Linked DNA regions of Mus musculus: region 1 is linked to region 2. Evidence: chromatin contacts called from public Hi-C data. All regions are on one chromosome and are shown on one strand. Each heading gives the region's core, a stretch centred on a gene start, on an enhancer-like site or on the middle of the called end of the contact. The rest is flanking DNA. Distances are from core to core; before and after follow the strand shown. Region 1 has its middle 37 kb from the start of Edn3. Region 2 has its middle 20 kb from the start of Nelfcd.

Region 1 (6,887 bases), core at 1,436-3,935, 400 kb after region 2:
GAATGAAGACACAGAGATGAGCCAAGATGGTCCTCGCCTTGTGGGACTTGGAGTCTAGTGGGAAAGGAAGTAAGCAAAAGAAGCATTGCCCAGGTGCTAGGTGATTGGTTATTATGCAGCCAGGATGTAGGAAGGCTCCTCTGCAGATAGGTGCAGAACAGATACCTGTGCCCTGATGAGCCACTCCTTGCTGGTCTTCGTCAATTACCTTCACTCTCACATATGTCTCTTCATGTATACATATAGTACATGTCTCAAGTGTGGTGTGTGTGTGTGTGTGTGTGTGTGTGTGTGTGTGTGTGTGTGTGTGTGTGTGTTTAATCCTGTGGTTGAATATGTGTGAGAGGTGAGGGGGCATACATACATAAGTTTGTGTGTACATGTGGAGGCCAGAGATGATCACCTTCAACTATTCTTCCTCAAGAGTCATCCACCTTGTTTGCTGAGACAGAGTCTCTTGCTGACTAGGCTGATTGGATATCCAATCCCAGGGATCTTTCAGTTCTACTCCTTAAACTAGAATCACTAGCAAGAGCCACCATACCTCACGCTTTCACCTAGCTTTTGGGGATCAAGCCTAGGTCCTTGCTCCTTTGAAGCAAGCACTGTGCCACTGAGCTAGCTCCCCTCTGCCCATGTTTGTAGTGTTTCCATCTGAAGAAGTTTCCCTAGGGCTTCTAAGAGTCCCACAGGCCCTGGGGACTGACATCTGCTGGGCTGCCTGCTGTGTGAAGCCAAGGCACATTGAGTAGATGAGAGGGTGGATACATAACCCACACTGAATGGCTACTGGGAAGTGGCATAAAATGCTCTGCAAAGTAGATTATTTTTCTTTGTAACTGTGTGTGGAGTTTGGCATAGTACAAGTGGCAAAGATAATAATTTGAATTTCCTCATGATTTCTTTTAATTTTGGATTTTATTAGGGAGGAATTATTCATTTGGCTTGTACACATTAAATTTTATTCAACTCATATGATTGCATATTAATAGAGTTACAGCTTGCTTACTGCCCTAATGCTATGTTTTCAAGGGACTTGATGAAGAATTTCTCAATTTTGTTATGCAAGGTTGTTTTCTCTGTCCTTTACTTTGTTCTGAACTCCAGATCCAATAGACTCTATTTATTTGAGCCCTCAAAAGGCTCCTGGGCAACAGTAACTTACCTTGAAGGACATGCCTCGGGGGTACAGTGGCTCTGGGTGGCCACCATTGCTTCTTATTGTCCAAGTGTTGGCTAAATTTGCTTGATCAGCTTTGGAAGATGAAGCAGAATGCTGAATGTTTATGTTCTCTTTCTGTCCTCTCCATGCTGCTTTACTGTAGGTCCTCCTGTACGAGATGGCTCAGCAGTTCAGCTCACTAGCTGCTTTTGTAGAAGACCCAAGTTCAACTCCCAGTACCTACTCACATGGTGGTTCACAACCATCTCTAACTTCAATCCCAGGGGATCCGATACTTTCTTCTAATCTTCATGGGCACCAAGCATGGGTATAGTACACATACACGTGTGCAGGCAAAACACTCACACATAGAATAAAAATGAATGAGTCTAATAAAAAAAAAGAAGCACCCCCAACTTTAAAAAAGGAACAAGTTCCTGTCTAAGTTCTTGGATGACTTAACAGGATATCTGTCCATTCCAACACAGATGGGGCTCCATCCAAGTCCAGCCTGGTGAACTAATGAACTTATTGGGGTTTCTTAAAGAAGTGTGGTGACTTGTGACCAGCTATGAGTCCTATCCACCACAGCAAAGACACTAAGGAAAAGATGTATCATCAAAGAGTCTGTCTTTGGCCAGCTTTTTACTTCTTAGATAAGTGCAGGGAAATGCTTGGCCTTGTGATGGTGGTCTTTTGATTATTGACATGCCCATGAGCCTCTCCTCTCTCTCCACATGAAATATTCATAGGGTACATCAGGTGAGGGCCACCTCTCAGTGATCACTGAGTGTATTCTGATTCGAGGGGCTGGTGATCATAGGCAACCTGGAAGACAGCTACACACCGTTTACAAAAGTAAAGTTCCTCTCCCCCAAGTCTATAGGTCATGGGGTGGTCTGCTTAGCTGAGCAATGCTTTGGTGATCTCTGCTGGAACTTCTGGGTGTCTGCAGGGTAGCTTGACTGGATGATCCAGTGTGGCCTTGGCAAGGGTGACTTGACTCTGCTTCATGGAGTCATTCATCTTTCAGAAAGTTTCCCTGGGCTTTTCCTTAAGGTTGAGACAGAGGCATTGGTGAGAAGAAAGCAAATGGTCTGCGGATCCAAGATGCTTCCACTTTGAATTATTCAAAGTAAGTGGCAAGGCATTTCTAATCAAGAGGCATGGGGGAAAGCTACCTCCTAGTAGCAAGGAGCCAGACAATTACCTAAAGGGCATAGGCATGGAAAAGAGGGGAATTGGTAATTAAACGTATTTGTATCTGTCACAGCCCAGGAGCAACTGTAGCATTGTGTGTCCTATTTTAAGGGAGTGTTTATTCCCTCTGGGAACTATGACTCCACTCCACTCACATTTTGTTTGGTTCTTATTGAGTAGTCCATGTTACCTTGCTACTTTGACCTTAGGGCAAGGATACAATGTGTAGATGGGCCGGAAGGCCTCTCCCAGCCTCAGGCTGTGCAGGATCAATGTGCAAATACTGCCCCTGGTGGTCAAGAAGTGCTGACTACTGGCAAACAGTAGTCTCTGCTGCCATGTTTGACCAGCTGTTGTCTAAGCGTGTGAACCAACCTCAGGGCTCCAGTTTCTTTGGGAGCACCCTCAGGAAATGGCATCCATTCTTCTTGTGTTGGTTGGTGTCCAGGACTCAGAACCAAGCTTATCTTCAGGGGAAATATGTCTAATAATTTAATTAATGATGCAAGACCATTTTTTAAATTGAGGCGGGGAAGAGGATAGGAGGGAAAAAGAAAAGAAGATTTGGCTGGCAGTTTGGGGTCTCCTCAGGAATAAAGTTACCCTGTAGTCCCCTTTCTGGTGTCAAATATCCAGGCTGTTATACTACTAACAAATGAGTAACCCAAGACATGGAAGGACAAGGACACAGATCTTTCTCAGAACTTTGAAACACCCCCATTCCCTGTTAGAGCAATTAAACCGTGTGGACTCAGGACTAGAGGGGCTGTGAATGGGTTTTCTGTGGACACTGGAGTATTTGAAATAGGACACTGTAGCCTAGGAAGGGACTTCTGGGCATTGGAATTCCTGGGCCCAGATGGTGGGAAAAGCCTCAGAAGACCTTGGGATTTGGGTCCTCGAAGGCAGCTGAACTGCAGCTGTGGGGTTGGAATTGGAGCTGGCCACAGGTGGCGCCACCTGTTCCTCTTACCAAGTTTTTCCCACTCCTGTCACTGAGGCCTAGTCTTTATCCCCTTCCCAGGGCTGGGGACTGTGGGAAAAGAATGGGGGAATAGACCATTTGCTGAAAGGATTAGGGAGATGGGCGTTCAGTCTGGAAGCCTTCCAGGATTCAGGACTGACAGCCCAGAAGACCAGAGTGTATCCTGTTTGCAGTGGTAGCTGATGGAGCCATCCTCTGATGTCACTTTCTGCACCTGCAGTAGTAAATGGTCAACAGTGTGATGTGGCTTCCACAAATTCAGAGTTTATAATTGTTCTGACAGGGTGTGGACTGGATCATCGTTTCGAATTATCTATGAAAAAGCAAATTAGGAGCCTAATCCTGCTTGCATGGGACATGCCCACTTACTGGGACAAGCTCCCTCCCTGCCATCCACAGCATCTGTTGCTCTGTTATAAATTAATAAGGTAATTGCCAGTGAGTCTTCTGGTGGGTGGCTTTCTTCTCATTCCTGTTTTAAAGCCATACAAGGGGCTGGGGAGGCAGTTCAGCTGGTAAAATGCCCACCGTCTAAGCAATCAGAACCTGCGTGCCCATTCTCATCATTCACCTCAAAGGCAGACAAGGTGCCAGGAGGCTGTAAAGGCCACCACTGAGCAGGCTGAAGGCAAGCTGATCCCTGAAGCTCATTGGTCAGCTAGTGTTGGCGATTTATGTTTGGTAAGAGACCCTGTCTCAAAAAGTCAAATGGAGACCAGTCAAGGAAGACACCAGACATTGACCTCTGGCCTTCACAAGACGTACATGTGTGTACACCACATGAATATGTATATACTCCACAGCATTCAAATGACACCAGAAATAATGATGTTGTCATAAGTAAGGTCACAGACAATAGGTACTCACTGGGCTTCTTGTACCACAAGGTCTTCTCCACTCAGACAGGCTGTGCAGATGGACTGGACAGGAGTTAAGGGCTTCTGTCTCTATCTTTTGACATGAAAAATGAGTGTGTCTATGAAACCAGAGGCCTCTTGCCAACACATAGCACCAACATGAAGGTACCCAGAGAACCAGAGATGAAGGACTTCATGCTAGACCCAGAGGGCTAAATCCTCCGGAGGATCAAATAACAAAGATTTAAGATCACATATCACTACCATACGTCAGGTCACTGCACACAGGGTCATGGGGTGAAACACGTCAAGGCAGAGGGGATGAAATATATGGCTGTGGCATGGAGTGAGGCCTCATCCCCAAGGGCCTATTGTGCACAGCTGCTCCTGTTCAAAAGGAAAAGGAGATAAATAAAAGTAGGCACACTTAGCTGGGTATGATAGCACACTTATGTAATCCTGGTACTCAGAAAGGTGAGAGAGCAGGCTATAGAGTTCAAAGCTAGCCTGGAGCACATAGGGACAGCCTGCCTCAGAACTAACCAACTAAACTAACTAACTAACTAACTAACTAGCCAACCGATCCATCAACCACTTAAGTAAGTCAGTCAGTCAGTCTTAAATGTTTTCATCAGAACTAATGATCCAATGTTGGGTGAAATGGATAAGTCTACCTTGATTTAGACATTGCAAAATAATATATGCATTAAAATTCTATGGGGGTGTTTCCGGAAAAGATAACTCAGTGGTTGAGAGCACCTACTGTTTTTCCAGAGGACCTGGGTTCAATTCCCAGCATTCACATGGTGTTCACAACTGTCTATAACTCCACAAATAAAATAAAAAGTTAAAAATCATGTGATTTCTAAATATTAATTTAAAATTTTTACTTTATTTATATGAGTGTATGTCATGTGGCAACCCATTAATACAAACAATGTTATGCCTTCTCTATTGGTTAAAAATAAATAAATAAACAATGTCACGCAGTGATGGCACACGCCTTTAATCCCAGCACTTAGGAGGCAGAGGCAGGCAGATCTCTGAGTTTGAGGACAGAGCAGAAAGAGTGGGTTCTAGGACAGCCAGGGCTACACAGCAAAAGCCTGTCTGGACACTGCCCCCTCCCCAAAAGAAAAGTAACATAACCTATTCCTATTGTACCTTGAATTTTAGAACTGTGAGAAAATTAATTCCTGCTTGTTTTTGTTTTAATCTAGACACATATTCACAAAGGCGTTCCAGATTTAACCAATAAAAGTAAAGCAAACTCAGTGAACCTAAATCTCAGACGAAGAATAAGGAAAATGTCGGTATAAGTATGTTTCACACAGCAACTGGGACATGTGCTGAGAAACCAATCACTGTCTGAAATTCAAAGACTATGTTGGCCCATGCTTTTAGCTGGCAATTCTAAATCAAAAGGAGGCTATCCCCATAGCATGAGAGACATCAGCCTCCTGGGCTTTATCCTTTCGTACTTAGTGAAAAACAAACCTTTTCTTTTTAAGTAATAAAACTTATTTTGGCATTTTTAACCCCAGCCACAGGACAAAGGGAGCTGTCGTTCACATGACTTACTGGTACACACACAAACTGAAACGATCCGTACAGATACAGTTTGTCAAAACGAACAAAGAGCTTAAAAATATTCACACTCCAGCTTTTGATTATAGAGATATCCAGCAGGCTACTTAACATCAGGAAATACCTAGGAGCAAACACTGCTTAAGTGACAGCAACAATTGACAGATCCCTTTTAAGTTCTCCAGGCATCCTTGGATGGAGGTTTACTTGACGTCACAAACAGGTAAGTAAAGAATACAAGTCCTGTCTTCTTGTGCAGTGACTGTGTGGCCTTAATGGGGATTTCCAGAAGTGAATGTCACAGAAATATTCTAGTCCTGGCATGCAGTTCAAGACACCAGGGGAGGTCTGGGAGCCCTAGGCTGTAGATCAGTGGTTCTCTGACTTGATTTCCCCACCTGTGATGTGAGATAATTGCGACCTTCTGAATGGGATGATGGTGCCATCTGTGTGAACTAGGATGCATTAGTGCTTTAGGATGGCACCTGTGGAGCATGAGTGGAGAAAAAGATGGCCTTCCCTGAAGCCCAGAGGACAAGGTCTGGCTGTGGAATTGCTCTCTGAGCTTTGGGAATGCCCCCAGATCAGACCAGACTCCTGAAGCAGTTGAATTTTCAGAAGAACATGGGCTGTGAACCTGTGCTGACTAGCATCTAGTTAGAGTACATGTGCTGGGAGAGCCTTGCTGGTGGTGATGGGCATCTGCACTCAGCACGGCAGGCTAGGGTGTCGGCCACCGAGCGGTTGGAGAGATGGATGCTGATGAAAAGAAAGTCCTCCAGCCAATCCTTCAGACAGCTCAAAGGGCCTGCATCCAAAAGGACCTCCTGTCCACAACTATGTAAAAATACTGGGTGCCAGACCTAGGGCTTGGCCAGCACTCTGGAGACAGCTCTCCTTAAGAATCTGGTGCTTTGGGTAGAAGTGTCTAGACAGCAAAAAACAAAAACAAAAACAAAAACAAAAACAAAAACAAAAAGCAAAGCAAAACAAAACCAAAAACCAAAAAAACCAAAAACCAAAAACCAAAAACCAAAAACCAAAAACCAAAAACCAAAAACCAAAAACCAAAACCAAAACTAAAACCAAAACAAAC
Region 2 (7,717 bases), core at 3,500-5,999:
TTTACCCTGGAATCTGTGTCCCAGTTTGCTCTTGCATCTCTGCCAGTTTAGACCAGCTTCCCACTGCCGCATGGCTCTCATGGCTAGCACTTCCCACCCAGTGAGCATGGGCCTGTGAATCTGAGTGCAAGTCCTGGTTCCAAGATCATTCAGTGGGTGCTTGCTCACTTAGTCAGGGGCCTTTAAGGTCTGGAGAGCTAACAATGCGGGGAGTTCTGGTCTTTCTGGCTAAGCATCTTGACTGTAAGAGCTGTGATGGTGATTATCCCCTGAGCAGCAGGGAGCATGCTCCAATGTGGGGGACTGTTCTCCGCTCTTCTGCATCTGCAACTCTCCTGTGTAAAGCTAGACTTTTGTAGGTACCTGACCATGTTCCTATGGCCCTTCCCCAGCTTTGCCTTTCCTCTTTTGCTTGGATGAATTCCCTTCTCTCTGCAGTTGTGCTTACCATGCTACACTAGGGTCCGCACTTCTTTTAAAGTCTAACATTGACTATTTCCATTCCCTCCCCCAACCCCTCCCACCCACCCCCTCCCCCACCTCCGGCGTCTGCCCACCCAGTACAGCCACAGACTTCTCTTTTTATTTCAGATTCATGAAGATGTGAAAGGGCAGGGTGTCTAATCCACCGTCGTACCCTGGGGCTGTTTCTAAATTGCGTCATGTGTCTTTTCCCTGTGGAGTTCTCAGAGTTCTTGCCCAGCCCACACAGGAGACTTCGCTGCGCTCCCCAGGACTCTGATTAGTGGATCGCCAGGGCCTCTTTTTGGACTGTACCTCTACTTTCTGTGTTCTGTTCTCCGAAGCGCTGGCATTTCTTAATTAGTAAGTATGTATGGTTTAATAATTTCTCTGTAGCTGATTGTACTTTCCATGTCATGTTTAAGATGCTGCTGGCTAATCTAATTTCACAGCAATTTTCATCTACATTTTCTCTGAAAAATGTTATTATTTTAGCCCTTTCATAAGGGTCTCCGATCATCTTCAGTTGATTATTATATATTGTTTAAGGGAAAGAACCCATTTATTTTTTCCCCTTCTTGACATAGAGTCTTACATAGCCCAGGCTGTCCCCAAACTCTCTACATAGCCAAGGTTGATGGAACTCCTGATCTTCCTGAGGGAAGGAAGCCTGCAGAACACAGCTGATTCATGTGCTGGGGATCGAACCCAGAACCTCACACATGCTTCAGAAGCACTCCAGCAGCTGAGCCACACCACCAGCCCCGAAGTCTCCAGGTCCTTGGTGTTTGGCAATGAGGTCCCAGAACCTCCATTTACTGGTCAGTTATTTATGAGAGTCCACTCCAGTTTTGTAATCAGAAAATCTCCCAGTCTTTGCTTGGTGGCTAGGCTCTTCTGTTGCGTCATGTCCTCGATAATTCTGAAGGCCACTGACAGCTCAGCCCTAGCCTTCACTTCCTTCACAGACAGGACAGAGCATCAAGGTGAGTCAGCTCAGAACTGTGGAACTTCCTCAGGTCATTCTTGCAGAAGATCAGACCTCAGGCACATGCCCCACCCTGGACATGTGCTTTCAAACGCAGGAAGCTGCTTGCTCTAGTCTCTACCTTCAAGCTTATTGGTGAGCCACTTAGTTAGCACCCAGGGCTGTTGGCTCGCTCAGGCAGGAGCCGTCACAGCCTCTAATGGTTTCAACAAATGTCCCGGAGGAAAAAGCTTTCTGTGAGAGGCTCCAGGTTCCCAGTCAACACAAATGCAGTCTGTCCAGAGGTGGGATGATGACTGTGCCTAGGAGCCAGGTTCTGAAGGTTTCCTCCACAGGTCTGCCTCTCTCTGCTCCCGGTCACGTATGACTTCACTCTCTCAAGGTTACTGCAGAGCCCAGGAAGGAGAAATGGGGATCCAGCAGGCTACAGTGCTGCGATCTCATCGGTTTTAGCCAGTCCAGCCATTTCTCCTCGAGTCTCCAGATTGCTACGAACTGAAGCTAATTTTCAGAGCTCTAAGGATGTGGATTCCCTTTTAGGGGAGAACTTTGAAATCATTTAATAGTCCCTTCCTGACATTCCACAAACATCGCTGCTTTAAAGTTGGTTTAAAAACAAGTTATGAGATGAGATTTCATGTAGCCCTGGCTAGCCTTGAACTCACTGCCTCACAAAAGATGACCTTGAACCCATAATCCACTTGCTTCTACCTCTCAGGTTCTGGGATTATAGGCTTGTACCACAATGTCTAGTTTCATACCACCTTAGGGTTCCAAATCAGGGCTTTTTACAAACGACAGACAAACACTACACTACCAAGTGAACATTGCCACCCCCAAAAATCCTTTTAAAAATTGATTCAGTGTGTGTGTGTGTGTGAGAGAGAGAGAGAGAGACAGACAGACAGACAGAGAGGTGGAGTTGGTTCTCTCTTTCACCTTTATGTGGTTTGGGAATAAAGTTTGGTCACTAAACTTGTGCATGAAAATGTCCTTACTCCTGGAACCATTTCACTGCCCCCCCCCCGAAGTACTTTTTCCCCTAAATTTAATAATTTATGCAGTGTGAGGTGTAGGTGAGGTTTGATGCGTCCACCTTTGAAAGTGTGCTTTCCTGGTGACAGCCGCCGGCATTACTGGCCTCAGTTGGGGGAAGGATTTTAATTGAGCTTACTCGTCACAGAGGATTCACGTTTGTCCATTCCAGTCTTCTCTTGAGGTCTGTCTTTAGCATGTCATCCCTTTCCATATTAATCCCTTGAAATTGCAGACTGTACTGAGGTACCTCTGTTACAAGTCAACTGAGTTTAGAAGCATGGAGATCTCTTTCCTTGCCTATCAAGTTCTGAGAAATACTACTTACCAGTAGTGTTTTCATGGGTGTGGGCTCCACAGATGATTTTACTGGGACTTTGTGTAGTGATAGAGAGCTTCCCCGACACATGTTCAATTATATTCGTCATATATATATATACACACACACACACACACACACACACACACACACACACATATATATATATACAGACACACATATATATACACATATATATATGAATGATATTCGATTGATTTATTTTATATATATGAGTGTTTTGCCTGCATGTATATATGTGCATTATGTGTAGGTCTTGTAAGAGTGTGTGGTGCAGAAAATGAAGCCAGGTCCTCACAGAGGTGAGAAGAAGGTGTTGGATCCCTTAGAACCGGAGTTATAGATGGCTAAGAGGCACACGTTGAAGATGCCTGGATTCAAACTTCAATTCTTTGCAAAAACAAGTGCTTTTAACTCCTGAGCCTTCTCTCCAGGCCCTACTTTTAATTCTTAAAAATGTATTTAAATGGGCTGGTGAGATGGCTCAGTGGGTAAAAGCACCCGACTGCTCTTCCAAAGGTCAGGAGTTCAAATCCCAGCAACCACATGGTGGCTCACAACCATCCGTAATGAGATCTGACTCCCTCTTCTGGAGTGTCTGAGGACAGCTACGATGTACTTGCATATAATAAATAAATAAATAAATAAATAAATAAATAAATCTAAAAAAATGTATTTAAATTTTGTTTATTTCTGTGTGTATGGGTGAGTGTGCGTGTGTGCGTGTGTGTATGTATGTATGTATGTATGTGCATGTGTTAGTGTGATTAATGTCAAGTGTTATTAAAGGCCCTCAACTTTTCTACCTTTATGTTTACAGACAGAGTCTCTCACCAAATCTCATCAATTCTTCGAGTATAGCTTGCTAATGAGCTACAGGTTCCCTCCCATCTCTGCCCGCCCCCACCCCGTGGCAGGAGTCAGAGGTGCATGCTGCCTGCCTGCCCAGCTTTCTCTGTGGGTGCTGCAGATCTGAACATAGCTCCTCATGCTTGCACCGCAGGCAATTTACCGACTGAGCGATCCACCAAGCCCTGTGTCTAAACCTTCAGTGATGTGGGACGAGTATAAAAAGCTTAAACTGACTTGTCATTCAAACAATATCAGTGAAGCCAAGGCATCTTTGCCGCAATATAGGTTCTGCTGATGAGCAGGGATCTGCCTTTCTAATTTGCCTGGGGCTATTAAGAAACATTTTAAGTATACAGTAAAATCTAATTTCCAAACACTTATTATAATAGCTAGTGAAAGAGAGCCCTTCTGCTTTAGAGAAACTTCAGTCTTCTCTCTGAGCGCAAAACATCTCAATAAAACTTCCGAACTTTAACAAGCCCTCCATATCTGTGTGATATGGCAAGTTGAGGTGTTTTACCTGATCTGGACAGAACACCATGGTACTGATTGAAGTCCACAAGCGTAAACCCAGCGTTAATAGTGCTGGCTCAACACACACTTGAATGGTTCAGATACTTTCCCGAAAATAACTACTGGTAAATGATACAAGTTTCCTTAGGCTTAAGGTCCTTGCATTTCTGAAGACGGCATGTGCTTCTCAGCTAAGCCTGTTCAGCTGTCACTCATCCTAGGAGTGTCCACTTCCAAGTGATTAATCTTCCTCTCAGCCCCCCTCTTGTCTTCCTCTTCATTTTGAACCAGAGTCTTTACTGAGCTGTTCAGGTTTGTAAGAAACGATTGATGCGAGCAGTTCTCAGCCCTTAGCTTTTCCAACAGCAGCAGACCAGGTCTTCACGTCTATGTGCAGTACCGGGAAATGGCGCCTGGCTCCCACATGTCAGGCAAGTCTTTCACCAATGGAGCCCCAACCCCGGCCCCTCTTCAGCTTCTTTAAAAATACCCTCACCTGTTGTTGTTCCATGCAAACTATTCATGGAGGCAAATTCTTCAGCCTGTACTCCACAGTCAGCACGGAGCTCCCAGAGAACAGCTGAACATCAAAGTAGGCCTCGTTTTTAAAGGACGAGTCACCATTCTCCATGTGTGCCAATATTTTCAAACAAGTCCGTCTCCCCCCCCCCCCAACCCTGGATACATTTATTTGGCTGTTTCAATTTTTCCATGAACTCAAATATATCAACAGCCTTCCTAATTGGCTGGCAAATAGATGCTTGCAAACTCATTCTCATAGGGGGGCTTTGTCATTTTTGTGTGTTTCTTTATGGTGTGCATTACCATGTGATGTGATGTGATGTGATGTGATGTGATGTGATGTGCGTGTGTGTGTGTCTGTGTGTGTGGTATGCATAGGCATATATACTGTGCATGGTATGCATATGTGTGGGGTGTACATGTGTGTATGCCTGATGTGAGTGTGTGCATGTGTGTGTGTGCATGTTTGTGTGTGCATGTGTGTGTGTGTGTGTGCATGTGTGGTGTGTATGTGTGGTGTGCATGTGTGTGTGCATATGTGGTGTGCATGTGTGTGGTGTGCATGTGTGTGCACACTGAATCTGGTGCTTGCTGTTTCTGAGTCTGGCTGACCTATGACTCCCCCCCACCCCCCGCACCTCTCGGCCCCTGATCTGCCTGTCTTTGCTCTACCCCAGTGCTAGTGTTACAAGCATGTGCTGCCACACCCAGGTCTTACTGAGTTCTGGGGACTTGAACCCAAGTCCACATACTTGAGCTATTAGCGCTTTACTCATCGCACTGTGTTCCCAGCCCTCGTTTTGATTTTTTTGTGATGAAATCTCACAGCGATGTGATCTGCAGTGCTAATGTCTCCAGTCTCCACTTGTTTAGCTATGACGTCATTGCAGAAGAAGCACCACATATCTCCATGCAATCCCATAGTAATACAAGCCATACTGGTTACACTCTACAAGCACAAGAAAGACTACTTTGGTCTTTTCTTGATGTAGCATGAAGGATACCTGCTCATCTTTTTTAAATGCCGTTGGCTCCTGGTAACTGCAATAGTCCCAGTGGTGATTCCTATGAGTATAAAAGCAAATCAGCCAAAATACCAGCATGGGCTGGGGCATTATAAAGTCCCATCCCTATCAGATGAGCCACTGGCAATTTATCGTTGCTGGGACAGTCAGCTTTCGTCAGGAATGTGGGCCTGAGATGCTCCCTGTGCTCCAGGAGGTGCTCCATACCATGCATACACAGCACCACAGGGACTCAGTGAGAAATTCAGTGTATGGGGTATGTGAAGCCTGGAGGCGAGAGCTGGCGCAGGGGAAGAATTGAAGGTGAGAGTGGGAAAGGAGACTGGATCCACGCACATTATATGTGTGTATGTATAGTAAAGAAAACATTTAATAGAAAACCCTCTCCAGTGGAAGGCAAGTAGACGTCAGACAACTGAAAACTGAACCCTCCCAGACTTACTCTCCAAGTGAGTCTGTGTGGACTATGGTGGACCCACCTTCTAGATTTCACATTTAAGAGAAAGCCTACAGCGTTTGTCTTTCTGAATCCAGCTTAATCCACTCACATGGTGACCTTGAGTTCCACACTTTTTCCGGCCACTAGCACGGTTCATTCTTCAGAGCCATGGTTGAAGAAGAAAGTCCTTGACAAGATGGAACAGCTGAGGGCTAGAGACATGCTTTGGCATAAGATCAAGAAAAGAATCCAAAGATGTTAGGACACAAGAACAGCCAACAGGAGCTGCCCTGTGGCTCTCACTCATTCCACTACCCCACCTTGCTATGTCTCCAAGACAGCCTGGGGTTGTCTGTCCTTTTGCCTTGAGGACTAGGTTGGCAGGAAGATGGTGTGTTATGGAGTGGGCTCTGACAGGGACGCCGGAGACCACATCCCTGACCTCAATGGAGATGAACACAGTGGGTAACTTGGCCAAGGAGGCCCTCATCATGTGCCAGAAGCAAAGTAGACTTACTTATCATGATTGGCAGCAAGGCAGGCAAGCTTATTTGGTTTCACAAAGTGGTACAATGCCCAGAGAGCTTTCACCATGGTTAATTAATTAGAGAGTTCCCAGGAATTAAAACCATGGGTGGCCCATCTAGTCTCTGACCATAAAATAAAGTCCAGATCAACGGAAATGAGGCTTGGATTGAGGAAATCAAAACCCAAGGAAGCCAGGACCTATTGTTTAATCCCTTGTGATGGGTTCCTTCAGTGTCTCTTCAGTGTCAGTGGGTGTCAGGGAGTCTTGACATCCACGTGAAGATAAAGGGAAACAGCAGTGTGTGTGCGTGTCTCTATGTGTGTCTCCGTGCTCAGGAACATGTATATCTATGTGTGTGTATGCACTCATGTCTGTGTGTGTGCGTGTGCATGTGCATGTCTGTATCTGTGTGTCTGCATGCTCAGGAGTGTGTATGTGTGTGTGCGTGCATGCATGTCTGTCTGTGTGCATGTGTGTGTATGTGTGTGTGCATGTGCATGCATGTCTGTCTGTGTACATGTGTGTGCATGTGTGTGTGTGCATGTGCATGTGTGTGTGCATGTCTCTATGTGTGTCTGCGTGCTCAGGAGCATGTATGGGTATCTATGTGTGTATGCATTCATGTTTGTCTGTGTGCGTGTGCATATGTGTGTGTGTGTGTGTGTGTGTAGGTCAGAGGACAAACTTGAATGTTGGACTTTATCTCCCACCTTGTTTGAAGCGATGTTTCTCTTGCTCATTGCTGTTAGCCTATATTCTCCTATAGCTGCCTCTCATCTCCCTGTAGGCCTGCTAGACTGCACAGGTTCTGAACATCTGAGCTCAGGTGCTCATGCTTGCATGTTGAGCATCTTAACCACTGAGCCCTCTGCCCAGCCCAGGCCCTGGTTCTTCTTCCTCGGATTTCTCCAAAGAGAAACATGCTCAGGGAAATGGGCATGCTCTGGCCTTAGGTCTACTGAGTCCTAGGCCCAAGTTACTACAGCTGTCAGAATCTGAGGAGTCCTGGCGT

Evidence for each region. Hi-C and Micro-C count contacts between places; a contact is called where the count stands out from the background.
Region 1: a Hi-C map of myocytes shows a contact between it and region 2, with 3 times the contacts expected there. The contact joins two enhancer-like sites. A contact is called at or near these places in 2 of 484 Hi-C or Micro-C datasets (the G1E-ER4 cell line and myocytes).

The regions. Positions count from the first base shown.
Region 1 is chr2:174,794,531-174,801,417 of GRCm38.p6, forward strand. No RefSeq gene overlaps it. Among named protein-coding and RNA genes, the nearest start is that of Edn3, 37 kb to the left of the region's middle. Within about 2 kb of position 2,686, at least 4 of the 459 cell types and tissues checked have an H3K27ac peak or open chromatin away from gene starts, as enhancers often do. A contact at or near this core is called in myocytes, where this site is marked.
Region 2 is chr2:174,392,157-174,399,873 of GRCm38.p6, forward strand. No RefSeq gene overlaps it. Among named protein-coding and RNA genes, the nearest start is that of Nelfcd, 20 kb to the right of the region's middle. Within about 2 kb of position 4,750, at least 4 of the 459 cell types and tissues checked have an H3K27ac peak or open chromatin away from gene starts, as enhancers often do. A contact at or near this core is called in myocytes, where this site is marked.